Regions from separate parts of the Mus musculus genome. Here regions 2, 3, 4, 5, 6 and 7 are each linked to region 1. A link is a contact called in public Hi-C, HiChIP or PLAC-seq and promoter capture Hi-C data. All regions are on one chromosome and are shown on one strand. Each heading gives the region's core, a stretch centred on a gene start, on an enhancer-like site or on the middle of the called end of the contact. The rest is flanking DNA. Distances are from core to core; before and after follow the strand shown. Region 1 holds the start of Zfp768 (zinc finger protein 768). Region 2 holds the start of Rabep2 (rabaptin, RAB GTPase binding effector protein 2). Region 3 holds the start of Tufm (Tu translation elongation factor, mitochondrial). Region 4 holds the start of Nupr1 (nuclear protein transcription regulator 1). Region 5 holds the start of Coro1a (coronin, actin binding protein 1A). Region 6 holds the start of Prss36 (protease, serine 36). Region 7 holds the start of Gdpd3 (glycerophosphodiester phosphodiesterase domain containing 3).

Region 1 (3,795 bases), core at 853-3,352:
CTTGACCCCATCTCTTCTGCACACCACCTCCCCACCCGTGACTGGTTAACGGCGGCCGGCTGCGTGGGTCCGCTGGTGGCGGATGAGGTCGGAGCTCTGCGAGAAGGCCTTTCCACAGTCATCACACTTATAAGGTCGCTCCCCACTATGCACGCGATGGTGCTGTAGCAGCGTGGAGGAGCGACAGAAGCCCTTGCCACACACAGCGCAGCGGTACGGCCTCTCGCCTGTGTGGGAACGCTGGTGCTGAATGAGTGTAGAGGAGCGGTTGAAGGTCTTGCCACAATCGGGGCAGCTGTACGTGCGGCCTGGCAGGTGGGTGCGGGCATGGATGGCCAGAACTGAGCTCTGGCCGAAGCGCTTGCCGCACTCTGGGCACTTGAAGGGCTTTTCACGGGCGTGGCTGCGGGCGTGGGGGATAAGTGCTGACCGTTGGGAGAAGCTTTTGCCACAGATGCCACAGCTGAAAGGCCGTTGCCCAGTGTGCACCCTTTGGTGACTGCGCAGGGACGAGTTCTGGCTATAGCACTTGCCACACTCGGGGCAGCTGTAGGGCCTCTCGTGGCTGTGGGTGCGCTGGTGTCGCAGGAGGTAGGAGCTGTCGCCAAAGGCCTTCCCACAGTGTGGACATTTGTAGGGCTTCTGGCCAGAGTGGGTACGCTGGTGGCGGAGTAGGTAAGAGCTATCAGCGAAGGCCTTGCCGCACCTGGGACACTTGTAGGGCCGCTCGCCTGTATGCGTGCGCTGGTGTTTGATGAGGTCAGAGCTCTGGGAAAAGGCCTTGCTGCAAACCTCACATTTGTAAGGCTTCTCGCCGGTATGGATGCGCTGGTGCTGGATCAGGGTCGAGCCTCGTCCAAAGCTCTTCCCGCAGATGCCACAGATGTTAGGTCGAGGGCCTTGCCCACCCCTGGCCCGGCCACCCCTACGGCCTGGCCCACGCAGGGTTCCTGTCAGATTCAGTGGATTCTGGAGCATCTCAAACTGGGGTGCAGCCAGCAGAGCCCCCGAAGGCATGTCAAATGGAGGCAGCGCTCCTGTGGGCTGCTCCCCAAACCCTTGAGTAAAGGAATCCAGGGGGTGGACTCCTAGGGAGATGCTCAAGGGATTCTTTTCCTCGGGGCTCAGAGGCATCTCTGCACCTTCCTGGAATTTGGAACTTTGAGTTTCAAACTCAGGGCTATGGGTTTTGAACTCAGAATTCTGAACGCCATCTCCAGAGTTCTGCGGTTCATACCCGGGGCTCTGAGATTCATACCCTGGACTTTGAGATTCAAATTCGGGGCTCTTTGAACCGTACCCAGGGCTTTTGGGTTCATACCTAGGACTCCCAGGTTCACAGCCAGGGCTCCTGGGATGGCAGCCAGGGCTTCGGGGCTCATACTTAGGACTCTGGGATTCAAACTCCGGGCTCTGAGGATCTGATTCAGGACTTCTGGGTGCAAACTCAGGGCTTGGGGGCACAAACCCAGGGCTTCGGGATTCAAACCCTGGGCTTTCAGGCTCAAACCTGGGGCTCTGGGATTCAAATTCTGGGCTTTGTGGCTCAAACTCTGGGCTTTGGGGTTCAAGCCCAAAAGGTATTTCTTCAACTTCATAGTCCCCATTGCCTTCTCGCTGAGAAATTTCCCCTTCTTCATTCTCACTTGTGTTGCCTGCAGGATCTGAGAATTACAGAAAATCCAGATTGAATGGGGGTCTGGAAGGTCATTGGGTCCATTAATTGTCCCAAAATTCTCTTCCCACTCCCCAAGCAGGGTCATTGGCCCCTACAAGTGAGGTGACAAAATGTACCACCTCCCCTCTAAAGACCCGGGGCACTCAGTCTCCACCCTCCACCCCACTTCCAAGTGTTTAAGATTCCGGCCTTATTTCCCTCCCGCAGGCCACAGCCCAGTTTTCTGGCACACTCCTAAGAGGCGCGGTCCTTCCCTCACCTTTGAGAGACCCTTCGGGGCTGCCCACTGCGTTGGGACTGTGCACATCCCGGGACTCCAGGCCCCACGACGACGCCTCCCGCTCCATCCCTGCCAGTTCCCAGTGCGGCGGCGGTGGCGATGGCGGACGATCCTACGACCCAGTTCGAGTGCCTGGAGCCCCGAGCCCTCGCCACCCGCGCGTTCAGAGCCTCCGAGGAGACCGGGCGGCCTGGCTTCGGCCGCGAAGGCCGGACGTCTTGACCCTGGGCCTCTCCGGCCCCGCCCCTGTCCGCTGCCCCGCCCCCCTCCCAAGGTCCCCGATTGTCTCGTGGCCCTCACCGGCCCCCGCGCGTCGTGGCCTCGGAGGTGAGGGGCGAGGCGACTCCTCCGGCCGTCCCCCAGCCACAACTCCCAGCCCGAGACCCTCTAGTCTCGGCCCCTAGCCCCGGCCGGGCTACTGCGCCCCTGCCCCCTCCCCCCGCACAGGAAGTGTCCGTCCCTGGCCAGTTCCCCCCGCTGGCTCGCGCCGCGGCCTCTCTAGGAGCGGCTGGAGGTGGAAACTCGTTGGCATTAACCCTGGACTGGATCTCCCGGGCCTCGGGGGGTGGGGGCGACCCGACGCCCCGGAGCCGGCGGGAAGGGCAACAGCAGTTTGTGTGTCTGTATCGCGGGTCTCGGCCTAACCGGGGACCTGTCTGCAGGTTTCTCCGACCATGTGCTGGCTACTGAGTGTGGCCAAGGGCGAAGCGGCAAGTGAGACCAAGGTCAGCGAGAAGGAGCGACGCTTCCCGGCGCCAGCGGGGGAGGCGGCTAGCTCCTCGCCTCAGCCTCGGGGCACTCGGACTGGCACCGGGAACGCGGACGGACGCCCGTTTGACCGCACAACCAGGCTCTGGAGCCCAGAGCCTGCTAGCCCGCCGAGCTACGACAGTGACACCCGCGCCCACTCCCCCCTCCCTCGCCCTCCCCTCCCCCTCCGCGATGCGGGCTCGTTGCCAGAGAAACAGCTCCGCCTCCGCGCCGCGAGGCACCGCCCACTCCTCCCAGGATTGGTTGTTGGGGCCGGCTGTCTCTGCTTCACCGTGGTCCCGGGGTCACCGTGGGTCCGGGCCGTGTAGAGCAGAGGGCGTTCAGGCCATTCTAACAGGATGCCCGGAATGCCTGCGGGAGTGAGAGAGGGAGGCGCCGGGCGTCTCCTCGCGAGCTCGGCCTGCGCTTTGTAAACTTTCCCCTGAGCCGTTTGTCCTGTATTAGGAAGAATGGAAGCCTAGGGCTCTTAGGGTAGACACCCTTCCTCCTCTGCTTTTCTCCCTTCTCGTTTCTTCTGCTCTCAGGTTTTACAGGTGCTGAGGGGCCACTCCAGAGATACTAACATAGGACGACCTTTAATTTCTTCCCTTTCCAAATCTTGTGTTTGATTCCTCGTTTCTTGATTTTCTCACAAGCGTGCGGGACAGTTCGGAGAGTGACACTGAAGAGTTCCAGAAGGGAAGGGGGAGGGGGAAGGGGAGAGAAGAGAAGAGAAGAGAAGAGAAGAAAAGAGAGGAGAAAAGAGAGAAGAGAAGAAGAGAAGAGAAGAGAAGAGAAGAGAAGAGAAGAGAAGAGAAGAGAAGAGAAGAGAAGAGAAAGAAGAGAAGAGAAAGAAGGAAGGTGGGCCAAACAGGCCCTTTTATAGCAAGCCAGACCTACCTGGCTGTTGCTAGGTAACTGTTGGGCGGAGCGTAGAAGGAATACCTGCAGATAGCCCTGGCCCCGCCCAGTCTGCGGGCCCTGTTCAGCCTTTCTCCCTGTCTCCCTGTGCTCTGCACTCTTCCAGATGGCTTTGGCTGTTCTCTCTCTCCTATCGACAATTAGAAATAAGATAAAGACTTTCCCC
Region 2 (3,795 bases), core at 798-3,297, 920 kb before region 1:
AGAAATCCAGCAGGGCTGAGAGCTTGGAGTAGGGTTCAGGAATAGGATTCAGAGATAGTAGAGAGAAGCTTCCAGTAGGCAGACAAATAGGGTCAGAGAGCTAAGTGAGAAGATAGCTGGTGACAGCTGAGACAGGAGAAGCAGAGCTGAACAGAGAAGATATTGTTGTTGTTTTTGTTTTTTGTTTTGTTTTTTTTCCGAGACAGGGTTTCTCTGTATAGCTCTGGCTGTCCTGGAACTCACTCTGTAGACCAGGCTGGCCTCGAACTCAGAAATCCGCCTGCCTCTGCCTCCCGAGTGCTGGGATTAAAGGCATGCGCCACCATGCCCGGCTGAGAAGATATTGTAAGGAGCCAGGAGAAGAGTGTATGAAGAAACCACTAAAAGTCGCTGAATATACAGAAAAAAAAATAGAATAAAACTTACACCTAGATCTTTGGATGTGATTCCTTGCCAGAGCAGCCAGGTTGCTGGATTAAAATTCCTCTACAAGGCTAGCCTGTAACCAAGAGGAAATCTGCTTTGCTGTGGGTGCTGAAGCTGTAAACGATGTCATCGGGCTCCCACAGCAAATACTTTTACCCACAATGTAGTCCCTCAATGGCATCCCGCAAAAGATGTCAAAGCGGCAGTCAACCCCAGCCACAATAAAATGCCCTCGCAGAAGCTATCAAAAATGCCAGCTCCTGTCAAAATGGTGGCAGGGAGGAGGCCTTCTCAGCCTGCAGCCATCACAGGAGCTGTCCACTCGGATGCATTTCCTTACCCCCGCCCCCACCTCAGCAGGAGCTGTCCACGGTGGTAACGCCTTTCCTGCCTCGGCCTACACTCTTGGTGAATTACTACAGCAGGAGCTCTCCAGCCTCGCCAGCGGCCCTACAGAGGTGGTGCCTCAGTAAAAGCCGGCTGTGGCCAGGAAGGACTTCCTACCTTAACCCATAGCCTAGATGCAGGAAAAAAGGAAGGCGGGGGGGGGGGGGGGGGGAGTCAACAATCCTTAAGCAGGGAAACCCACCAATCTCTGGGCTTCCCGCAAAACCCCACCAATCCCTGAGCTCCCCAAAGTCAGGACTTGAAATCCCACCAATCCTTAATCTGGAACTCTCTGCCCTGAAAAGCTCCACCCCTAAGAAATCCTATCTAAGCTCTGCCCTCTATTTAATTCCGTGCTGTCTGCTCCTGGGAACAGAGGGCAGCCACCCCTGGATTTGTTCTTCACACCCAGGACCCTCCAATAAATCTCTTTCATGAGATTTTTCAAGGCAGGATCATATCAGCATCCAAGCAGACATTATGCAGAAGGAGCTGAGAGTTCAACATTTTGTTCTGAAGACAGAAGACTGGCTCCCAGGCAGCCGGGGGTGGGGGTCGGGAGGGAGTCTTAAAACCCACACCCACAGTGACATACTTTCTCCAAGAAGGCCATACCCACTCCAACAAAACCACACCTCCAAATAGTGCCACTCCCTGGGCCAAGCATTTTCAAACCACCACAGGCTGTCTGGGGATAATCTGTAGTGGGCTCCCTCTAACACTAAAAGCCCACCAGTAGGCACATAGGAGGAGGAGATAAGGGTTATCTTGCTAGTTCAGGCGTGATGGGTACTACGATTGGGTGTTAGTGCTGGAGAAATGAGGAAGGCATCCTGGTATAAGTACACTGGTGTGCATTCCAAGGAGACCACAAAGAATCAAGGACTTCCAGGTTCAAAGTCTTTTATAGAAAACCGGTTTGGAGGCAGGGGGACCCAGGCTCTGTACTTGTTTGAATTGCTGTGACTCTCCAAAGCGAGAGGTCATACATAATGAGAGATTGACCCAGACCCAGGCTGAAAGATTTACAGCCCTGGGAGTGGAGAAAGAGATTTGCAGGAAGCCATATGAAAATGGGATTGGAGACACGTAGATTTCGCACCTCTGCCACTGACTGCGCCAAGCTTCAGAACGCCAACCCAGCCCTGGCCCGCGGGGCGGAGATGCTGGGCGGGCCGGGCACACTTCGCAGTAACGCGAGTCGGGTTACGGCGGAAGGGCGGCCGGGCGGAGGGAAGGAGGAGGCCGCGCGCAGCGTCCTCTAGGACTAAGACCAGGCGTTCCAGGAGGTGGCCTCGAGTGGAGCCTCAGCAGATCCTCAGCACCAGAGAAGACTACCGCAGACCCGAAGCCCTCGGAGCTTCCAGGGAGCGCGGGAGCGCGGGGGCGGTCCCACGAGGCTGCAAGAAAGGCGGGATCCAGGCCGCGCGTCCACTCGAGTGCAGTCGGCGTCTCTTGACCATCCCGCCCTCCCACCCCCCGCGGCCCCTGCAGAGCCGATCCGGAAACAGCCGAGCGGATCCGGAAACAGCCGAGCGGACCCGGAAGCGGGAGTGCCATCACCAGTGAGTGCGGGAATCCGCCGTTTGGGCTGAGACGATGGCAGCTGCGCCAGCAACCCTAGGTGAGAATCGGGGGCACCGGCGGCCAGGAATCGGTGCGGGAGTTGCGCCGCTGCGCACGTGGGGAGCAGGGGGCTGGGGGCGGAGCCGAATGCGACTGCTGGCGGCAGCCGGCCAGCGCGGAGGCTCGGGAAGGGGGCGGGGCACAGCGCCCACCGGGGTGGGCGTGGCCTACACGGTGGGTGTGTCTGTGGGTGGGGCAGGTAAGGGGGCGAGGCGGGGCCACTGGAAGGGATTGGACGGTCGAGCCAAGTTAGTTGGGACTCCGGGAGGGGCAGGACCAGGGGAATGGGATGAGGTCCTTGTAGATGGAGAGTAGGACTGGGTTACTGGACTGCTGGGTGGCCTGAGGTGTTAGGAGATCGGCAAGCCGTGGGAATAAATCTTGGTCACTGTCCCCCCCACTCCCCGCTCCCCACAGCGCTGGATCCCCAGCCCCAAGAGAAGCAAAAGGATGCATCCGAGTCAAGTGAGCTCAGTCGGCTTCGTGCCGAACTGGCCGGTGCCCTGGCAGAAATGGAAACCATGAAGGCTGTAGCTGAGGTGAGCGAGAGCACCAAGGCGGAGGCAGTGGCTGCAGTGCAGAGACAGTGCCAAGAGGAGGTGGCCTCCCTGCAGGCCATCCTGAAAGGTGAGGCACCCGCTCCCAACACAACCCACCCGACAGCCTGTCTGCCTGCGCCCCTCTAGCAGGGAATGCAGGGCGAGGAGGGCTTCAGATGAGCTTCAGGTAGCTCAACAGAGAAAAGACTGTGTCCCAGAACCTGAGTGCCCCTTTCTATTTTGCAGAGAAACACCACAAGTGTTGTCAGCAACTCTTGTCAGTCACAGCTAAGTGTAGCAATCATCTTTACCCATGATACCCATGGGTATCATTTCTTGTTCTTGCTGACATAAGATCAGCCCAGAATACGAGCCAGAAACTTCGCATTTCTCTGAACCACCCTCATTTTCCTCTGGGCCTCGAGGCTCGAAACTCAGCCTGTTGTCTCTGAGCTTAGTCCTATGATTTCCCTTCCTTCCCAGGTATCCCTACAGCACCCTACACAAATACATGCATCTCCTTCCTTCTCCCCCTCTGTCTCATGGCCTCTGTGGATTGGGAGACACCAGCTTTCTTGGTCCCAGGTCCTCTGCCTTTTCCTGTTCTCCTCTGGGCAGAGGTTAGAGTGTCCTCAAGGATGTCAGACCTGCCCCTACTCTGTTTCCTGGCAGTAGTATTACTATGGCATGCTCTATTGGACTGCTGCTCCAGCCCCTCAGATCTCCCTCTATGGTCTGCCCTTGACCTTGGATTCCATAGTAAAGGGCCTGAAATTCCCTTCCCATCCTACCAGGCCTGGGAGTTTTATCTGTAATC
Region 3 (3,795 bases), core at 412-2,911, 860 kb before region 1:
AGCTGACTGATTCACTCTGGCTTTTCTCAGTTTCTCCTGAATTGTTCTGCTTGGCCTCAAACTAACACTCTGGCAATCTGTTCTGGACTTCTGGCTCCTTCTCACTCTCTGGCTCCTTCTGTCTTCACTGTGTCTAGCTTGGTCTCTTTCTACAACCTGCTCCCTGTAAAACTGCCTCATTTCTTCTCTCCCCCCCCTTTTTTTTTTTGGTTTTGGTTTTTGGTTTTTTTCGAGGCAGGGTTTCTCTGTGTAGCCCTGGCTGTCCTGGAACTCACTTTGTAGACCAGGGTGGCCTCGAACTCAGAAATCCTCCTGCCTCTGCCTCCCAAGTGCTAGGATTAAAAAGGCCTGTGCCACCACTGCCCAGCCTGGATTCGTTAGATAAAAAAAAAAAAAAAAAAATCACAAAGACTGAGGGGAGTCTAGCACAAGATTCCAGTAACACTCTATTGTCCTTTATCTTTACCTTTTCAGAGTTTCAATCTGTGCTCAGGCCTTAGGACTGGACTTCCTGCTGCAGTGTCTTAAGTGCTGGGGTCACAAGTGTGTACCTGTATCTCCTTCCACTTGATTTTTAGAAGAGATGTGATGTAGCTTGCTTGTGCCTAGACATCTCTCTAGGGATGGAATGAGGGAATCTACAGCATTTGGAAAAGATACTGTCAATTAAGCTGATAGGGTAAATTTCAGAAAGAAAGACAGAGTTAAGAAGCTTCTATTATTTGTGAGAGTTGAAGAAGCTGTGCGAAAAGATGAATGTGACAGTTAAAAGTCATTACTATACTTACACTTATTCATTAGGGGGCTGGAGAGATGGCTCTGTGGTTTAGAGCACTGACTGCTCTCCCAAAGGTCCTGAGTTCAAATCCCAGCAACCACATGGTGGCTCACAACCATCCGTAATGAGATCTGATGTCCTCTTCTGGTGTGTCTGAAGACAGCTACAGTGTACTTACATAGAATAAATAAATCTTAAAAAAAAACAAAAACAAAAACCACTTATTCATTAGGGAACAAACATTTGCTGGGTATACAAAAGATTCAACTAACAGTAAAAAAAAAACTTCCTTTAATCCCAGCACTGAGACAGGAGATTTCTCTAGAGCTGGAAGACCAGCCTGGTCTACATAGGCCAGCCAAGGAGACCCTGTCTCGGAAGGTAGTGGGGAAGAAGGAAGAAAAAGGAAAGAAAACTGCTTGTCAAGCGTCCAAAGGACTATTGGGGGAGGAGGGTTTGACTTCAAAATGTTAGAAAGCACAGGATCCCTGCAAGAGATATGGGGGCAGTTATTTAATGGCCAAGGACTGGAACTCCCGGGACTCCATCCCTGACTCTCGTTAATTTTGCCTCTTACAGGCTGGGAGATCTTCTCTCTGGACCGAACCCAGGCGAAGCTAAAGCCTGTCACAAACTGACCCAAGCCCGCTGCCCTGGAAACCACAACACCCATAAGCCTTCGGGGGCGCTCGTGCATTATGGGGCGCTCCGCATTTTCCTCCTAAAGCGGCCCCCTCAGGCTGAACTGTGGAAATTCCCCATCGTCCCCCGCGAGACACCAGAAACCCCCTCTTCCGCTCCATGCCCGGATATCAGTGGCCGTGGCCATAGAAACTGTCTGCTAGAGGCTCCTAAACTCGCTGTCCGGACCCTCATTTCCGCCGGAAGTGATCTGCAGTCCCAAGTGCCCGTCCTTCCCTGCACGCGCGGGCCCCGGGTGCCTAGTTCCCGGTCCCGGTCACCGAGTACTACCACAATGGCGGCAGCCACTCTATTGCGAGCGACGCCCCGCTTCAGCGGTGAGGGGGCGGGTTGGACGCAGGCAGCCCGGAGTTGCGAGGGGCGCGGAGGGTAGCTGGGTTCGGATCCCTGACTCCCAAGTGCCTTTCCCCGCAGGTCTCTGCGCCAGCCCGACCCCATTTCTGCAAGGTCGGCTGCGGCCGCTGAAGGCTCCCGCATCACCCTTCTTGTGTCGCGGCCTAGCTGTGGAGGCCAAGAAGACTTATGTACGCGACAAGCCCCATGTGAATGTGGGTACCATCGGACATGTGGACCATGGCAAGACCACCCTGACTGCAGCCATCACGAAAAGTGAGTAGGGTTGGGTTGGGTTGGAGGCGTCGGGCAATGTCCTGTCAGCTGGAAGAGTCAGAACTAGAGCGTAGGGTGGGTGTCTTGTAGTCCGCTGAACTTTAGCATGGCTCCAAGAGACACTTGGGACGAAGGCTGGTGGGAAGATGCAGGAGACAGGTTTCCCTGTACAGGAAGAGCTCTGTGAGGCATAAAATGAAAACTGTGAATGGTTTCCATCCAGTGTAGAGTGGTCTGTAAAGAGATGCTGTCAGCGAAGAATTGGAAGCGTCTGTGATGAGCACACACCTTAGGAAATTCTCTCACTGTCTTACAAAGTTATCTTTCCTAGAATTACATTTGAGATTTCCTAGAATTGAGATTTAACAGAGATTTATCCTTCCAGATTGTTTCTGTATGAGGGGTTCAGGCGTGTGCCCCGAGCCTTGTCTGTAGCTCTGACCCTGAGTTGAGAGGTGTGTTCTCTTCCTCCGGTAGTTCTAGCCGAGGGAGGTGGAGCTAAGTTCAAGAAGTACGAGGAGATAGACAATGCCCCAGAGGAGCGAGCTCGGGGCATCACCATCAATGCAGCCCATGTGGAGTATAGCACTGCTGCCCGACACTATGCCCACACAGACTGTCCTGGTCATGCAGATTATGTTAAGGTGAGGGTTGCTGGGGACAGCCAGCACCTGCTTCCGTTCAGTGGAGGTGTGAGGGGGGGAGGTTATAAAATAGTGGCGGTGTTTGAATATAAGAACAAGGATTTGTGGCTGTGGGTGGTGAAGACATGGCAGAGAGATGGAGATCTTCACAGCTACTTCTCATTAGAGGATGCATGTTGAAGAGGTCCCTGAACTAAGCTGACCTTCTTCCTCTTCCACCCAGAATATGATCACAGGCACTGCCCCCCTGGATGGCTGTATCCTGGTGGTGGCAGCTAATGATGGCCCCATGCCCCAGACCCGAGAGCACTTACTGCTAGCTAAACAGGTACTGGGGTCTGAGTGGGATGGACATCCGTGAGACGTCAGATGGCTCAGGAGAGTTGCTCAGTCTCTTGTCTTGCCTGCAGATTGGGGTAGAACATGTTGTGGTGTACGTGAACAAGGCAGACGCTGTCCAGGACTCAGAGATGGTGGAGTTAGTCGAGCTGGAGATCCGGGAGCTGCTCACCGAGTTTGGCTATAAAGGAGAGGAAACTCCAGTCATCGTAGGCTCGGCTCTCTGTGCCCTTGAGGTGAGCACAGCACAGGCTCCTGTTGGTAGAGGACGGGGTAGAGCTTTGCTCTGTACCTGGAAACTTAGCATCCTGTGATAGGAACAGAAGTTTCAAGGTCTTGTCATGTCTCCAACAGCAACGTGACCCTGAGCTAGGCGTGAAGTCAGTGCAGAAGCTCCTGGATGCTGTGGACACCTACATCCCAGTGCCCACCCGGGACCTGGACAAGCCCTTCCTGCTCCCTGTAGAGTCAGTCTACTCTATTCCTGGTGAGGCCCGTGCTCACGTACACCACTCCTCATAGGGGTCATCTGACCCTGGGTGACCAATAACCCATCCTGTTTCTTTCCAGGCCGGGGCACAGTGGTGACAGGTACATTAGAGCGTGGCATTTTGAAGAAAGGAGATGAGTGTGAGTTGCTGGGACATAACAAGAACATCCGCACTGTGGTGACAGGTATGAGAAGATTTCAGATCCAAGGACGTGGTCAGAATGGTCCCTTCC
Region 4 (3,795 bases), core at 812-3,311, 720 kb before region 1:
TCTCCAGAACCTCACTTAGGTGGGAAAGAATCAAGCAGGCCTAGGTCCTGCTTACAACTCCTAATTTCTCCAAGGTCCTGTATCCATTGCTGGGTGTGATGTCCTGTATCCATTGCTGGGTGTGATGTCCTGTATCCATTGCTGGGTGTGGTGTCTGTGGTCTGGCCTTATCTGTGCAGAGGGAAAGCAGGCAACGAAAGGGACAGAGATCAGAGTTTGACTTCCACCTTTCCTACTCATATTTGCTATTACCTTAGAGAAGTACTTGACTCTATCTGCCTCAGTTTCCCTTTCCATAAACCAAACTTCCTCTCCATTGGAAAGGCTCCATGGGAACTCCCCCCACCTCTGGTTACCAGGGAGCTCAGTCAAATACGGGTCTCATATTATTTTAGATGTAGAATAAAAATAGTGTCACAACACTATTGTTTTGTTTTGTTTTGGTTTTGGTTTTTGTTTTTTGTATTTTGTTTTTTCGAGACAGGTTTCTCTGTATAGCCCTGGCTGTCCTGGAACTCACTTCTTAGACCAGGCTGTCCTTGAACTCAGAAATCCATCTGCCTCTGCCTCCCAAGTGCTGGGATTAAAGGCGTGTGCCACCACTGTCCGGCCAACACTATTTTTTTCATTTATTGATATGCCAATGTGTTTGCATGCATGTGCGCACATGCGTATTCTCGTGTGCTACTTTGAGCATATGGAAGTCGGTGGACATTGGGGGCACAGAGGTCCTTGTACTCAAGAGAAGCACTAAGAACCAGAAGTTTTAATCATGCCGTGTGTCTCCTCAATGCAGGAGATAAAGTCAAATACCTGCATTCCACTCAGAAATCTGAGAGTGGATTTTGTTAACAACCTGGTGAGCTTTTGGCTCTGTGTGGAGTCAGACCTCCCCAGCTTTTGCTATAGAAGCCGACCTCACTCAAGTTCTCCAGAATGATAATCCCAGACTCTCCCCTCCCTAGACCATTACCCACTCTTAGGAGAGATGTCACATCTGCCTGATGACCTCCATGCTATTGGTCAGAGACCACTCTAGATTCTAGGCCTTTAGCTCTAGAACCCACCCTCATGGAGTTTCAGTGTAGTCACACCTCAAGCTTTATTGTGCTCCTGGAATTGAACTGATGGACCTGACTGTTGCCTAGAAACCTCTTCCCAAATTGTACTGTGTTTTAAATATGCTGACAGTGAACCGCCTGGCGTTAGATGCCCTGAAATCTGATCCAAGCTGATGGAATTCGGTCTGAATGGGGTTTTCATTCTTATCACTTCCCTGCCTGGACATCTATCTGCAGGGCTCCCTGGGAACACAGCTTGCAGTTGGTTCTCTCCCCTTTCATCACTCGAGTCCCAGAGATCAAGCACAGGTTGTCCTGCTTGCCTGCAAGAGCCTCTACCTGCAGCGCCATCTCACCAGGACCAGCTTTTGGCTCCCCGCTTCCCGCTCGGCACACTTAGGCCCGGCTCTCCCGACTCACCTCCAGCTCCGTCTCAGCGCCAGGCTTTTTTCCTTTCAGAGTTCTGGAACTTGGTCAGCAGCTTCCTCTCATGCCCGCCAGGGCTAGGGCGGTTGGTATTGGCAGCAGCTTCTCTCTTGGTCCGACCTTTCCGACCTCCCCCGACTGGTGGAGCAGGAGGTAGAGGAGGTGTGTGAGGTTAGGACAGGCATATAAATGGCCAGAGTGGGGCGGTCACGTCTTCACGTCTGAAGCACTCTATCCTTGCTGTTTACTCAAGTATAGAATGAGAGATGCTCACTTGTGAGTTCTTGGGGCTAAGGGAGACAGAACTCAGTAGATGAGACTAGAAGGGGTTACTTGGGAGTTGGGAATAGATTAGCTAGGAAAGGTAAACCGGGGTACCCAGTGAGAAGCAGATGGGCTGACCAAGGAGCTACCACGAAAACCTTACCGACACAGGGATGGGCCAGGCTGTACTGATCATATTCATCCAGGATTCCATCTTCATCCTCTAGGTTTAGAGGTTGCTGGGAAGGGTTGGCTGTTGGTGGCAAGGTGGCCATTATGCCTAGTCTGCTCTCTCCAAAGTCTTGCCTGTGTCTCCTTGTCTGAATGTCTGCCCTCTCCCAGTTTCTCACCCTACTTATAACGCTGTCTCCTCCCTAAACCACGGGGTTGGCCCCCGCCCTCCAAGCCCTGTCTGATGCAATCTGGCCCTTTCCCAGAACTGGGCCCATAGACAGCAGTCCTGAGCAGAGAGGAGCACCCTCCCCTCCCTCCTCCCTCACAGGACTCACCCAAGCACAGCTGTGTTTTTCCACGTGGAAAGCTCTCGCCTCAGGGGCGGAGGAAGCAGACAGGATCTGGGCACAGTCTTTGGGATATTGGCCAGGGAGAGCAGAGGGCCTCAGATAGGCCAGTCCTTCCTATCATTTCAGCCTCTGCCACAAGCCCCTCCTGGGCCTGGGTCATAGTTAGACAGACAGACAGACAGACAGACAGACACACACACACACACACACACACACACACACACACACACTGTAGTCTGGTTCAGATTCAGGAGGTAGTGGCAGCATACATACTGAAAAGGGAGGGAGGAGGGACACTGACCCACTTCTTGCTTGGTCAGCAGTTCCTGTCACACCCAAGGCTTCTATTTTTGTGAAAAGTCCCCTTCAACAGAGTCCCCAGGGACTTCTTCCTCATGCAAGATGGAGGATAGCTAGCTGGTAGAGACAGCAAATACCCTGGATTCCACACTCTGATTCCTGATCCACCTCCCTCTACCTTTCTTTCTGACAGAATCCTTCTATGGAGCCCAGGTTAGCCCTTGAACTTGCAATTCTCTGGCCTCCTCATCCTAAATGCTGGGATCACAAGTCAGCTCAGATCCAGTGTTTCCTGCTGTGTGACCTTGGACACGTCACTTTCCCTCTCTGATTGCTTCAGGTTCCCCCTTTAACAGAGGATAACTCTATCTGGCTCTGTTGGTGAGAGGTTGCAGACTCATGAGGCCTGGAAAACCTTCACAAGCGGGAACAGTGTAAGGATTAGTCACAACTTCCCATGGGTTCCCATACAGTGCCCTTGCCTTGACCCTCCCCCCTCAAAAAAAAAAAGGGTGGAGAAAAGGAATTTAAAATAAAATATTGTGTGTTGGCAAGATGACTCAATGGGTAAAGTACTTGCCACCAAGCCTGACAACCTGAGTTTATCGGTTTCCAGGACCCATACAGTATGGGAGAGAAAAATGTCCCATAAATTGTCCTCTGACCCTCACATTCCTATCCATGTACACACACAATAAATACGTGTGACTTCTAAAATTTAAATAATATATTGAGGGCAGAATGAAATAAACAGGTATTTGTGCTTTGATACCCCCTGCCTTGTTTTTTAGGCAGTCTCACTGTTTTAGCTGTGGCTGGCTAAGAACTTGCTCTGTAGGCCAGATTTGAGTCTAGTGTTGAACTCAGAGATCAACCTGCCTTTGACTCCTGAGTGCCAGGTTTAAAGGTGTGCATCACCACACCCAGCCAGTATGAATCAAGTGTGAACTAATAGTAAGCTTTTTCAGTCCATACTAGCTTCCCTTGGGTTGTTTGATAAGAATTAGTATGAATTTTAAGTTCAAATAAAAAGCATGTGAAATGAAATTTTCTACTTTTTTTTTATTTTAAAAAAAGTTTTCATACAATGTATTCTGATCAAGGTTTCTTTTCTCCAACTCCTCCCAGACCCTCCCCATGCCCCCAAATTTTACTCTATAGGAAACGAACAGGTGAATCATCATTGTCACCGTCGTCGTCGTCAGAAATATGAATGAAAA
Region 5 (3,795 bases), core at 852-3,351, 640 kb before region 1:
AGGGCTTACGCTTGAAGGGTCCCCAAAGTCCTCGCCAGACCTGCAGCCTTATCCTTAGCAGAAAACCCCAAGCCAAGATTTGGGGGACCTGCCCCCCTTGTTTTGTCCCCAGAGAGCTTAAGTAGCAAATGGCCCTGTCCCATTTTACAGATATCAACACAGAACCCCAGGGAAGCTGGGTCACAGTCAGCTACTGAGGACCCCACAGTCTCCATGGACAGCAGAGTCCTCCCCAGGACCATTGAGGTTCCGGAAGCTCACCTTGCCTAGGGGTAGCACCAGGAAGGCCCCTCCCCCACTGGCCTCACAGATCAGAGCCATGAACTTGGGGTTGACAGCGCAGAAGCCACTGTCCCAAGTGGTTTGTGAGACGCGCACATCCTCATAGCACTGGTCAGCCTTGGCTGGCTGTCCAAACACGTGGCGGAATTTGCTGGAGCGAACCACCTGCCGGCTCATCCTGAAGGATACAGATTGTAAACTTTTCTTTGGGTCAATCCCAGCCGCACTTTGTCATCCCCAGAGCAACCCTTGGCCTGGCCTTGAGGGTTCCAGCATGGCGTCTGAGGCACCCTGACCATGACTGACAGCTTGCTTATCTCCCTGCTTACCCTCCCCAGTTTTTCTGTCAAATTCCCAGGCACTTCAAGCCACACCCTCAATCCTGCACCATCAGCCCCTACAACAGCCTGCTATGGTGTGGCTCCAAGGGTCTGGTTCTTGACTAAGACACAGTGCCTCCTTCCTAGTGGTCCAGACAGTCTGGAGATAGGTTCCCTCCTATCGAACTCTTCTAGATCCCACATCCCTCACACAGAGCTTCCTAAAGGCAGGGCAGGGCTTCTCCCTGGCCTTCCAGCTCAGGGATGGCACACAGAGGGATGCAAGCCAGCTTGCCTAGGAAGGGATGCAGTAGCAGGATGGCTTCCCCAGGTTTCTGGCTACAAGAAGCAGCAATGGCTTGGGTCCCAGCATCTCCCCAGACCTCTGCTCCTAACCTCCGCTCAGAAAAAAAGCAGATGTTCTTCTGAGCCATTTCTGCTTCCGTTAAACTACACTCAGGAGAGGCCCACCCTGACTTCCCTGAGGTCCGCTAAGATGGTTACCCACTGTGGCTAGGCAGCCAGCTAGTGAAGCCCAGGGGCTGCCTCTATCCTGTGCCCAATCCCTCCTCCTTCCTGCTCAGTAAAGGAACCTCGGCTGCGCTGTGGAAGGCATCCTGCCCAGAGCCTCTATCCACCTCCCCAGCCTCACCCATCTGCTCTGCCTTAATGGGGGACTCAGCCCCTTCGTGCTGGGACTCCAGTCCTCGCACACCCCGGTATCACCAAGGAGGCTCCCAGGTCTATTAAAAATAAAAGCAGGTGAAGTGCCTGAGTGAAGTCTCCAAGACAGGAAGGGGACACAAGACCCCAGTGAGCAGTCTGGATTTGGGAGAAGGAAAGCCCAATCCAAGGTAGGGGCGGAAGATGTGCCCCACCCGGCCTCCTCCCCCACCCAGGTACCAAGCCCGGAAACCACGGAAAGGGGAACTTAGTCTTGTTTTGCACTCAACCCCTTCCTGTCTCAAAGCTCAGGGCAGCTACTTGGCTCACCCCACCCTGCATCCCCCACCTTCAGAAGCTCCCTCCCCGGGGCATAGGTTCTGAGCCCAGCTACGGCCGCTCCCAGGAGCCCACCTCCATCTTGGTCACGATGGTCCTTAGCCCTCACCTTGGAGCACTCTGGGACCTACTTGCCCCTTCGAACTCCCTCGTCCTCGATCCTCCTGGCGGGGCTCACAAACCGGCTCTCTGTCCCCAGCCTGGTGGCTCTGACAGCTCGCCCGCCCCCACAGTCCCACAGTCCTGCCCCCACACTGGCGCTGGCCCCACAGGTGGCCCATGGCAGCGTTGCCTGGCCCTTGTGACCAGCCCTCCCCCGGCGCCCAGCCTCACCTGCTGCGGAGAGCTGAGCGTGACCCCTCCCAAGTAGAGGAGGAAGGAGAGAAGGATGGAGGAGCTGCAGGCTGGCCACCGAGGATGCTCTGTCAAGACAATGAATGAGCAGCGGCCGTGCGCCGGCCTCCTCCGGGTGGTAGCGCCCCTTTGGGCGGAGCTCATGGAGGCCCGGCCCTTCGCTCCAGGGCTGCAAGACTGGGACCGCTCCCCATGCTGTCAGCTCCAACCCCCGAACAGATGCTGACGCGAATCAACTCTTCTTTTAATGTCAGAACGCAAAAATATCCCGTTCCTTCATCCCTCCCCCAGCCGCCCGCTGCCTCCTCGAGGTCCTTTCCCTGGCACCGGAGAAAGCTTTAGAACGGCTTCAACCAGCTTGAGAGCCTTCTCTGCTACAGGAGGGACCTCTCCTGTCGTTACCCCAAATGGATTTCTGGGAGGCCTTGGGGGGGTCATTTCTCCTTTCTAGGGATTTAGGGCTTCAGCGGGGACACCCTTGTCCTCTGCTTCGTGGCATTGAGGCCCGGAAGAAGTAAAATAACTGGGCATTATGGAGCACCTGTTCTGTGCTGGGGCTATGGAGGCAAATGAGTAGTGCTCCCCCTCTAGAGAGCTCTCGGGCCATGAGAAGAGGGAGTCGGGAGTCCGTCTGACACAGTTTAAAAGCCACTGAGTACACACAGAAGTCTGATATCACACACAGCTGGGCTGTGGTCCATTCCTGTCCCTTGAGGGGAGTGGGTTGTCACGGTAGCAAGGGCAGAGGAAGAAAGGCCTTTGCTGGAACCATTGTTGTGACTCCTGGCTGTCACTCATTTGAGTGACCTTGGGCAGGTTAATTTAATCTCAGCCCCAGTTTCCTGTCTATAACAGTCTTACCTGCCTTCGTATGGAGATGGTCACTCCAAGGATAGCTGGATTTGCATCTACAGAGTGGCAGGTATTAATTAGTGTTGGGGTCTTACAGTCAGATATGGTGGCCCACACCTGTAAATCCATTACTACGGAGGCAGAGGCAGAAGGGTCAGTGAAACCAAGGCCAGCCTGGTCCACATGTAAGCTCCAGACCAAGGCTACATAGTGAGACCCTGTTTCAAAAACCCAAAAGATGTTGGTTCTTTTCATTATTGCCATTTACCAAAGCTTTGGGCTATCCTGGGAGGAAGAGGAAACACCACAAGTGGCTCTGGAGAAGGGTAGGGGGCTGAGGCGCAGTGTCAGCAAAGCTCAAGGACACAGGTGTGCTGACAGTCATCTGTAGTCAGGAAGCTGAGGCAGGAGGCCAGCCTGGGCTACATAGCAAGACCCAGTCAGAAGAAACTCTTCTTTAAGGTAGAAGTAGTTCGAAAGAACAGAAGGGGCTCCAGTTGTACTGATTAGCCGTGTGATCTTGGCCAAGAGGCCCCACCTCCCTGAACCTCAGTTTCTGTAGGAGAGAAACAAGAAGTCCTGCCCACCTCACAGCTAACGGTGCGGTGCGTAAGGTGTAGTCTGAAGTGTTCTGCAGTTACTCAGTACAGGGTTGGATAGTGCCTGAGGCTCTGTGACTGTAGCCAGCGACTCTAGAGTCTCCAGCTAAAGTGATAACAGTAATGGGGCTGAGAATGGAGTTCAGCTGGCAGAACACCTCATAGCATGCATAAAGGCATGGCCTCCAGCATCACATAAGCTAGGTGCCGGGCTAGAGAGACAGCTCAGTGGTGAAGAGCGCTCACTGTTCTTGCAGAGAACCAGGATTTATTTCATTCCTAGCACCCACATGGTGGTTTACAAACCATCTGTAGGCATGCATGTGATGCACATACATACAGGCATGTAAAACAACCACACACATTTCCTTAGTTACTGTTCTATT
Region 6 (3,795 bases), core at 822-3,321, 600 kb after region 1:
CGTCCCCCCAACCAGTGGCCCAGCAGGCAGTTCCGTGAGCGAAGAGGTGCGAGGCACGAGGCAGGCAGACCGGCCGCACAGAGGGGCCCAGCTTGGCTGGCGAGGCCAGGCGCAGCAGAGCCAAGTCTGCGCCCAGTTCCACTGTGCTGTAGTTGTCCGGTATCAGGATGGTGGCCACTGAGCGCATGTGCGCTCCTTCCAGGGGCCCGTCCTGGGAGTGCACGCCCAGCAGAACTGACAATTCGTCCGCGGGCTCCAAGGTTCCATTCCTGCTCCAGTGCCGGGGAGAGAAGGGGACTAGGTTGGCCCTACGGAGTCAGTCCTTGGGACTGGGGACTCAGAGCCAACGGGGAGCTAGGGTCAGTAGGAACCCAGCGAGAGAGCGAATCCAGATTTTTCACCGTGGAAGTCGAAAGGGTCAAATAGGACTTGGAGATGTCAGTGGGAGCGTTGGAAAGATTTCTATTCTAGGGTATTCAGCCTGGACAGCGTGGCATTGCCAGGCAGGAAGGATAAGCAGGGAAGGTTGAGCTGCTGCGCAGGGTTAGCTATAGGAGAGAACCTGGACAAAGACTATACTCACGTCACGAAACAGTGAGCAGCGGAGAGGACCCAGGAAGGGGCGATGAGGGAGCCCCCGCAGATGTGGCCCCCACCTTGATGCAGGCTCACCTGCCATGGCCAAGTGCCAGGATGAGCGTCCGAGCCCCCCACAATGCGGGAAGAGGGCTCAGGGCGGCCGCAGTCTGCAATAGAGACCCCCTAGAAGTCAAAGCTCGGTTAGGGTTCCCCTCCTCTCCTAATCCCTTGGACTCCAGAGACCCTGGTAACTCGGGGAGGGTGGTGGTGGAGCCTGAACCCCTTCAGTTTGCCCTTCTGAACATGAGCAAGCCAAAGCTGGAGGGCCCGGGCACTTCCAATTCACTCATGACCTAGCCAGTTTGAAACTTCTTTAGGATTCAAGACAGCCTTTAGTGCCAGCGCTCAGGAGGCAAAGACAGGTGGATCTCTGTGAGTGTGAGGTTAGCCTGGCCTATGAGAATGAGTTTCAGGATAGCTAGGACTATAGAGAGAGACCCTGTCTCAAGAGCAAAGCAAAGCAAAGCAAAGCAAAGCAAAACGAAAACAAAAACAAGCAAGCAAACAAAAGACAAGATTGGAGGCAACTCATGCCTCTCTCTTACCTAGGTCTTCAAATTCTCCTTGGGTAGGACTGACCACTAGAAGACAGAAGACAGAGAGAGAAAGACGCTCCTTCAGCCCCGACACTGCCAGCACCATCTTCCTGCTCTTCCTGGGCTTTTGCTGCCCTCAGTCCCCCGGTTCCCTGTTTCAGCCCTTTGGTCTGCCTACACTGAGGCATCTGAGCCCAACTCTCCCCAGTCCATCAGTCTTACCTGAGTCCTGGAAGGCTCCTGGAGGGATGGGACTGACCACTGAGAAGACAAGAGGGAGGCAAGGAAAGTCTGGAGAGATGATGCACTTAGGTGTGGCTCTTTCTCCTTCCATCCTATTTTACAGTGTTCCATCTCCCCATGGCATGCAGGCCTCCTTTCCCCTTCCCCTTCTGCACAATCCCTCGGGCTCCTGGTATGGCCCTCTCCTCCTTCCACCACCCTCCCGTCCTTCCTCTTGACACTCTGCTCCTCTGCCTACTCTGCTATCTTACTGCCATAAGGGATGCAGGGTATATCTCCTGCTTTTCAGCTCTCTAGGGTTGGTATCCAGGCTTCTTAAAGCCCGGTCCTCTGAACTTACCCATGATTACAACTGGGAGAAACAGGTGATGGGACATGGTCTACTAAAGTCAGCTGGAGGCACAGAGGCAGGTGAGAGGCTGCTTCCTGCCACCACTCTGTCACCGGACTATGTAGCTGGTTCCTCCTGATGGTCCCAGGGGTAGCCCCACCCTCCCTGGCTGGAGCCCATCTGTGGGAATCTGAGAGGATCTGGGCCTGAAAGGGGAAAATAGGGAGGTCAAAGGCCCCACCCTGAATTCTGGTGCATCTCACATATCTGGAGGCTCAGAGTGGAGGTAGGGCGGTGTCCTCACTCCAGGACACCTGTTGGATGTGGAGAGTTGAGCAGGGCGCCCCGTGTGTTAAACCGACTCAGAGGACTGTGGTGGGTGGAGTGCTAGGAGCACATGCCCTGGGTCCGTGGAAGAGCAGGATGGGGCTGGGCAGTAGCCCTTGGCATGACTCACCTGAGACCTCACCCTTGATTGGGGTGTGGCTTCCCCAGTGGCTTGGCCTTTTCTTCTCACACAGCTCTGGTTACTGGAGTTGCTGGCCAGGCCTGGGACAGGAACTCTAGGGAATTCAATTCCATCCTAACAAAGGGATCACAGATTCTGCCTTGTTGAGCAAGGCCTGGGGGTACTGGAGAGGACTAAGCAGCCTGGTAAAGCTGGAAACCCCTCTGTGCTGGGGTGGTCGACTCTCAATGCTGTTCCTTGCTTGCTCTTCATGTGACTTAGAAAAGTCACTCCGTCTCTTGGTACACTATTTATCATTAGGAGTCTATTTAAGGAAGGTATGGCACTGGGTGTGGTAGTACCTGTGACCCCAACACTGTGAAGTCTGAAAGCACTCCAGTCCACAGTTCCTAGACTACACAGAAGCTGGAGATGTGGGTTAGCTGCTATGATTGCTTGCTGCTCTTCCAGAGGACCTGAGTTCAGTTTCCAGAATCCACAACACCAGCTCACAACCTCCGGTGACTTCAGCTCCAGATTTGGTGCCCTCCTATGCCCTCTCTGTGGGTAACAGCACCCACATGGCATAGAGGGGTGTGTGTGAGTGAGTGTGTGTGTGAGTGTGAGTATGTGTGAGTGTGTGTGCGAGCATGTGTGTGTGTGCGTGTATGTGTGTGTGTGTGTGTGTGTGAGAGAGAGAGAGAGAGAGAGAGAGAGAGAGAGAGAGAGAAACAAGGGAAAAAGCACATGTTTGGGTAGAAGATATAGCTCAATTGGTAAAATGTTTGCCTAGAATGCATGAAGTTCTGGGCTTGATCCCCAGTTTTACATAAAGCAGGCATGCTGGTGAATGCTTATGATCCTAGCACCTAGGAGGTAGGCGGTAGGTGCAATATCAGACGTTCAGTATCAGGGCTGGAGAGATGGCTCAGTGGTTAAGAGCACTGACTGCTCTTCCAGCTGATGCCCTCTTCTGGTGTATCTGAAGACAGCGACAGTATACTCACATACATTAAATAAATAAATAAATAAATAAATAAATAAATATTAAAGGCGGGCAGGCTGGAGAGATGGAGAGATGGCTTAGTGGCTAAGAGCACTGACTGCTCTTCCAGAGGTTCCAGAGTTCAATTCCCACCAACCACATGGTGGCTCACAACCTTCTGTAGTGGGATCCGATGCTCTCTTCTGGTGTGTCTGAAGACAGCTACAGTGTATTCATATAAATAAAATAAATAAATCTTAAAAATTATTTTTTCAAAAGGAGTTCAAGGTCATTTTTAGCTACATTAGGAATTTAAGGCCAGCCTGGGCTACATACATAAGACTTTGTCTCAACAAACAAACAAGCAAACATGACTCTGCTTAGAGGAAGTGAGTGTTTGAGGATAGAGCTTTTTGCATGTGTGGGTAGACTTGAAGGAAACCAAAAAGATGAGGAAGCACTAGCTGGCTGGAATGGAGAGTCTGGGCTGGGGCTGGATTGCTGTCTCCATAGGTAAGAACGATTGTGTTGTAAGCATGAGGAGAACCTGAGATCAAATCCTCAGAACCCGTGTAAAAAGTTAGGCACAGCTGCCCTTGGAACAAGACAGAGG
Region 7 (3,795 bases), core at 786-3,285, 580 kb before region 1:
AGGATCCGGGGTAGGCTAAAACCCAGCGGCAAAGAAGAGTGTGTGACCCTAACGCCTGCCTCAGTAGATAGCCACCCCCCCCAGGCACTGGACAAGGGATGTCCATGGGATTCCTTTAGCCTTCCTCCTGACTGCTGCCCCCTGCCTTGCCTTAGCTCTTGACCTGCTGGACCGGATGTTAACCTTCAACCCAAACAAGCGCATCACAGTAGAGGAAGCGCTGGCTCACCCTTACCTGGAACAGTACTACGATCCGACAGATGAGGTGAGCCGGTCACCAGCGGCGGGGAGGGGGGCTAGTATCCCAAGTGCCCAGCCTGGGCCTCACCGTCTTTGCCCCCTAGCCAGTGGCCGAGGAGCCATTCACCTTCGACATGGAGCTGGATGACCTCCCCAAGGAGCGGCTGAAGGAGTTGATCTTCCAGGAGACAGCCCGCTTCCAGCCAGGGGCGCCAGAGGGCCCCTAACAAGAACAGACACCCCTGTCCTTTTGGATCTGGTGAGTGCCTCCCAAGGCCCCCCCGCACAGCCACATCCCAGTCAGAGGCTGTCCAGTCTGGGTGCTGCTGCATCATCTCTGCATATCCACATGTGGTAACAACAAAGGGCCAGGGTCATGTATGAGCGAGCATCCTCCAGCCCATCCGGATGAGAGATCCGCCCCTTATGAGCAGCCACTCCAGGCCTTGCCAGAGTATATCATGATGCTTTGAGAGGAGCCTATAATCACAGTAGCACTTGGTGGCTGCTCTTGTTAGCTGCAGATAAGGAAGCCAAGACCCACAGAACTTGACAGTTCAAAGACGCTGGGGTCAGGGCTCACCCCGCTGACCATTCCTTTCTGTCCGTTTCTTCCTTCAGGTCCTGCTCCTACCTGCTCCTTCTCTGCAGATTGTTAGAAAGTGAACTTTGCTCAACCCAGACCCCGGCAGCCCAGGCTGGACCAAGGGTGGGCCTGGCCACCTTCTCTCACTTTGCTGGGGTCTCCTGCTTCAAGCAGGCTTCTCCCACTCCAATCCCCTGCCCCATCTCCCCATAGCCTGAGTGATGAGGTGGCCCCAGAGCTGATCTCTGCTGCTGTGTCTTTATCTACCCTTGCTAGCCCCGGCTCTGGTAGACCGTTCTGGAATGGAGGGGCTATGATCGTCCTAGGACCTGTGCTACGGAGGGGTGGAGGGCACTGAGTAGGGCTCTGCCCTATTCATCTTGTTGGAACCCCACCCCATTTTCCCTGACAGAACATTCCTAAGTCTCAAGGGCTAGTTTCCCTGAGGAGCCCAGGCCTAACCCTCTCTCTCTCAAGCTGCCACATGTAACGCCCTTGCTGCTTCTGTGTGTGGGTGATTGGATGTGGGGGTGGGGCCCGTGGAGAGCCGGTGCCCCTCCCCATCTCCCCGTGCCTGTATCTAATATATAAATATAGAGATGTGTATATGGATGAGCCTGCCTCTGTCTGTGTATGTCGACGCGACCCCAGCATACCGCACTCACAACTGCCCCCTGCCTCCAGCTGTGGCTTTACATGGCCCTGGTAGTCTTTGGCTCCAGCTGGCCAGGGATGAGGTTGGGTTCTAAGGAGTGTCAGTCTCTGGGAAGGGGTCAGTTTCCCTTTAGTCACTGTCTTCCCTAACAACTTCCTGTTTAACTGCTTGGAGTGAGTTGGGGTGACTCAGGGGTACCTTACACACCCCCAAATTCCCGGGAAGTGGCAAATGTGTAATAAGTTACAGATCCTGTCCACAAACACCTATGGGAGGCAGAAAGATCTAAACACTAGGGGGTGGGGCTGCTTAACCCCCCCCCCCACATGGTCAAGAACAAAAGGGGGTGCTGGGATCTGTGAAAGGTCTCTGGACATGGAACCCAGGGCTGCCTGCCTCAGTTCCTGTGCCTGGCCCCAGCTCTGGGCCATACTGCAGTCTGGCCACGTTCCAGCAGCACCCAGCAGGCTCAGCAGGTCCATGGGCGTGGCGCTGCCCGGTGGAGGAGCCAGCCTACACTGGCTGAGCAGGCAGGCTCGGCCCCGGGCATCAGAGCCCTTTGGGACAGGGAAGGCTGTGCTTTTGACAGAAGCCTGCCGTGGAGCGAGGCTATGATCCCTCTCCTGTACTTTGTTCTGCCCACCCTGGGCAGTTACGTCATGCTCTCCATCTTCTTCCTGCGCCGACCTCATCTGCTGCACACGCCGCGGGCTCCCGTCTTCCCTATCCGCCTGGCTGCCCACCGTGGAGGTGAGCTGAGTCAGGGAGGTGGAAGGGCTGGAATCCATGTAGGGTGGAGTGAGCCTAACAAGACAGGTGTCAGGGTGGGCAGCCCATCCTCAAGGTGCAAGGCATGATTGAATGTTAAAAAGAGCGAGGAAAGGAGAGTCTTGGGGCCTAGAGGGCATGTGGCAGGGAAGGAGAGGCCAGTTCAACTGATTGGAAGAGAGGAAGCCTAAAGCAAGTGGGAGACCGTCAGGAAGAAAGGTAAGCAGGAAGGTCAAGCTAGGTCCCGGGGATCCACCCAAACTGCTTTCCACAGGGTCTGGGGAGCGACTGGAGAACACCATGGAAGCAGTAGAGAAGTGAGTCCAAGCCCCATCAAGTTCCATGTGAGGTTGTGGGGTTGTGGGCTGTGCTCTGCAGGACAACCAGGAGTGCTACTTACTCGCTTCATAAACTGGGTATCTGGAAGTCCTTGGAACTGTGGAACTGGCCACATGTCCCACCATAAATTCTGTGCCAATATTTCCCCTCCACTACATGCCCTGGTCCTTCCTGTGTCCTTTTCCCCCACCAACCTTTGCTCCCATAGTTCCATGGCCCAGCGAGCAGATCTCTTGGAATTTGACTGCCAGCTCACCCGGGATGGCGTGGTGGTAGTGTCACACGACAAGAACCTGTCCCGCCAGTCAGGCCTAAATAAGGATGTGAACACCCTGGACTTTGAGGTGAGTTTTGCAGCCCCTCACACTGAGAGCTGCATCACTTTCACGCGTGTACCCTGATGATGCTTCTCTGCTCTCCACAGGAGCTGCCCCTCTACAAGGAAGAGTTGGAAATTTACTTCTCACCAGGTAGGATGCGTGTAGCCACCCTTGAGCTGCCTAGCCATCTTCTTATATACTCTCATTAACACGCCCCCACCCCCAGCCTGTTTATCCTACTCTGACCCCAGTTTTTGTGACACCCCTCACCCCTGCCCAGGCCATTTTGCCCACGGGTCAGACCGGCACATGATTAGTTTGGAGGATGTATTCCAGAAATTTCCAAGGACTCCCATGTGCTTGGAGGTCAAAGAAAGAAATGAAGAACTCATTCACAAGGTAGTACTATAGCCCGGCAGCTGAGGGCAGGCCTCAGAAAGGCCTGGTTTCCTTTATACCACTTCTCTCCATCCTAGGTAGCCAACCTGACTAGGCGCTTTGACCGGAATGAGATTACTATTTGGGCTGCAGAGAAAAGCTCAGTCATGAAGAGATGCAGGGCTGCTGTGAGTCCCTCTTTCTCTGCCATGGGGTTAGAGGCCACCGCAACCCAAGGAGGGAGGGCCCCAGGAACTAGCCTTCAGCATAGTCCCCAAGAGCAGGATTGGAAAAGTGGAACACGTGACTGTATAGGCATGGTGTTAACCATGAGACTTGCTCTGGGAAACCTCCAATACTGGCTGTGTTGGTCAGGTGTTTGGTACTGTGACAGACTTCAGGCCACACGGCTCATTGTTCCAGAGGTTTTAATCCATATCACTTTGGTCCCATAGCTAGAAGTCAAGAGGGCATGAGAAGGAGGCCTCCACGTTAACAGCTTAGGGGCA

The links. Promoter capture Hi-C pulls out the DNA fragments that hold promoters and counts their contacts. Hi-C and Micro-C count contacts between places; a contact is called where the count stands out from the background. HiChIP or PLAC-seq counts read pairs in DNA pulled down with a chosen protein or histone mark. Capture Hi-C pulls out chosen DNA fragments and counts their contacts.
Region 2: a promoter capture Hi-C map of liver shows a contact between it and region 1, with 4 times the contacts expected there. The contact joins the promoter of Rabep2 here to the promoter of Zfp768 in region 1. A contact is called at or near these places in 2 of 39 promoter capture datasets (liver and pre-B cells) and 1 of 9 other capture datasets (liver).
Region 3: a contact with region 1 is called in a Hi-C map of uterus, with 7 times the contacts expected there. The contact joins the promoter of Tufm here to the promoter of Zfp768 in region 1. A contact is called at or near these places in 2 of 39 promoter capture datasets (the C10 cell line and pre-B cells) and 3 of 484 Hi-C or Micro-C datasets (cerebellum, rod photoreceptor and uterus).
Region 4: a contact with region 1 is called in an H3K27ac HiChIP or PLAC-seq map of microglia, with 5 times the contacts expected there. The contact joins the promoter of Nupr1 here to the promoter of Zfp768 in region 1. A contact is called at or near these places in 1 of 39 promoter capture datasets (neutrophils) and 1 of 115 datasets of contacts at active chromatin or transcription factors (microglia).
Region 5: a contact with region 1 is called in a promoter capture Hi-C map of pre-B cells, with 3 times the contacts expected there. The contact joins the promoter of Coro1a here to the promoter of Zfp768 in region 1. A contact is called at or near these places in 1 of 39 promoter capture datasets (pre-B cells), 1 of 484 Hi-C or Micro-C datasets (embryonic stem cells), 2 of 115 datasets of contacts at active chromatin or transcription factors (bone marrow-derived dendritic cells and memory CD8 T cells) and 2 of 9 other capture datasets (liver and pancreatic islet).
Region 6: a contact with region 1 is called in an H3K27ac HiChIP or PLAC-seq map of extraembryonic endoderm stem cells, with 9 times the contacts expected there. The contact joins the promoter of Prss36 here to the promoter of Zfp768 in region 1. A contact is called at or near these places in 1 of 15 datasets of contacts at CTCF or cohesin (embryonic stem cells) and 1 of 115 datasets of contacts at active chromatin or transcription factors (extraembryonic endoderm stem cells).
Region 7: a promoter capture Hi-C map of liver shows a contact between it and region 1, with 3 times the contacts expected there. The contact joins the promoter of Gdpd3 here to the promoter of Zfp768 in region 1. A contact is called at or near these places in 1 of 115 datasets of contacts at active chromatin or transcription factors (pancreatic cancer cells) and 2 of 9 other capture datasets (adipose tissue and liver).

What each region holds. Positions count from the first base shown.
Region 1 is chr7:127,343,212-127,347,006 of GRCm38.p6, forward strand. Zfp768 (zinc finger protein 768) reads right to left here and starts at 2,103. Exons shown (of 2, transcript NM_146202.1): 1 at 1,938-2,103; 2 at 1-1,664. The coding sequence starts at 2,025. The coding sequence ends at 46.
Region 2 is chr7:126,426,720-126,430,514 of GRCm38.p6, forward strand. Rabep2 (rabaptin, RAB GTPase binding effector protein 2) reads left to right here and starts at 2,048. Exons shown (of 13, transcript NM_030566.2): 1 at 2,048-2,437; 2 at 2,857-3,066. The coding sequence starts at 2,413.
Region 3 is chr7:126,485,694-126,489,488 of GRCm38.p6, forward strand. It overlaps Tufm (Tu translation elongation factor, mitochondrial), which reads left to right and starts at 1,662. Exons shown (of 10, transcript NM_172745.3): 1 at 1,662-1,797; 2 at 1,895-2,089; 3 at 2,567-2,733; 4 at 2,957-3,061; 5 at 3,144-3,308; 6 at 3,427-3,559; 7 at 3,643-3,747. The coding sequence starts at 1,755. It overlaps Gm46001 (a long non-coding RNA gene), which reads right to left and starts at 821. Exons shown (of 3, transcript XR_001778288.1): 1 at 789-821; 2 at 467-638.
Region 4 is chr7:126,623,409-126,627,203 of GRCm38.p6, forward strand. It overlaps Nupr1 (nuclear protein transcription regulator 1), which reads right to left and starts at 2,062. Exons shown (of 3, transcript NM_019738.1): 1 at 1,915-2,062; 2 at 1,482-1,625; 3 at 1-171. The coding sequence starts at 2,026. The coding sequence ends at 1,495. The region is part of intron 1 of Gm39087 (a long non-coding RNA gene); the gene reads left to right.
Region 5 is chr7:126,702,715-126,706,509 of GRCm38.p6, forward strand. It overlaps Coro1a (coronin, actin binding protein 1A), which reads right to left and starts at 2,102. Exons shown (of 11, transcript NM_009898.3): 1 at 1,938-2,102; 2 at 262-460. The coding sequence starts at 459.
Region 6 is chr7:127,944,654-127,948,448 of GRCm38.p6, forward strand. Prss36 (protease, serine 36) reads right to left here and starts at 2,072. Exons shown (of 15, transcript NM_001319147.1): 1 at 1,759-2,072; 2 at 1,398-1,436; 3 at 1,185-1,220; 4 at 584-746; 5 at 1-269. The coding sequence starts at 1,795.
Region 7 is chr7:126,764,379-126,768,173 of GRCm38.p6, forward strand. It overlaps Gdpd3 (glycerophosphodiester phosphodiesterase domain containing 3), which reads left to right and starts at 2,036. Exons shown (of 10, transcript NM_024228.2): 1 at 2,036-2,231; 2 at 2,524-2,566; 3 at 2,797-2,932; 4 at 3,013-3,058; 5 at 3,189-3,307; 6 at 3,385-3,474. The coding sequence starts at 2,093. It overlaps Mapk3 (mitogen-activated protein kinase 3), which reads left to right. Exons shown (of 9, transcript NM_011952.2): 7 at 156-265; 8 at 345-499; 9 at 862-1,438. The coding sequence ends at 467.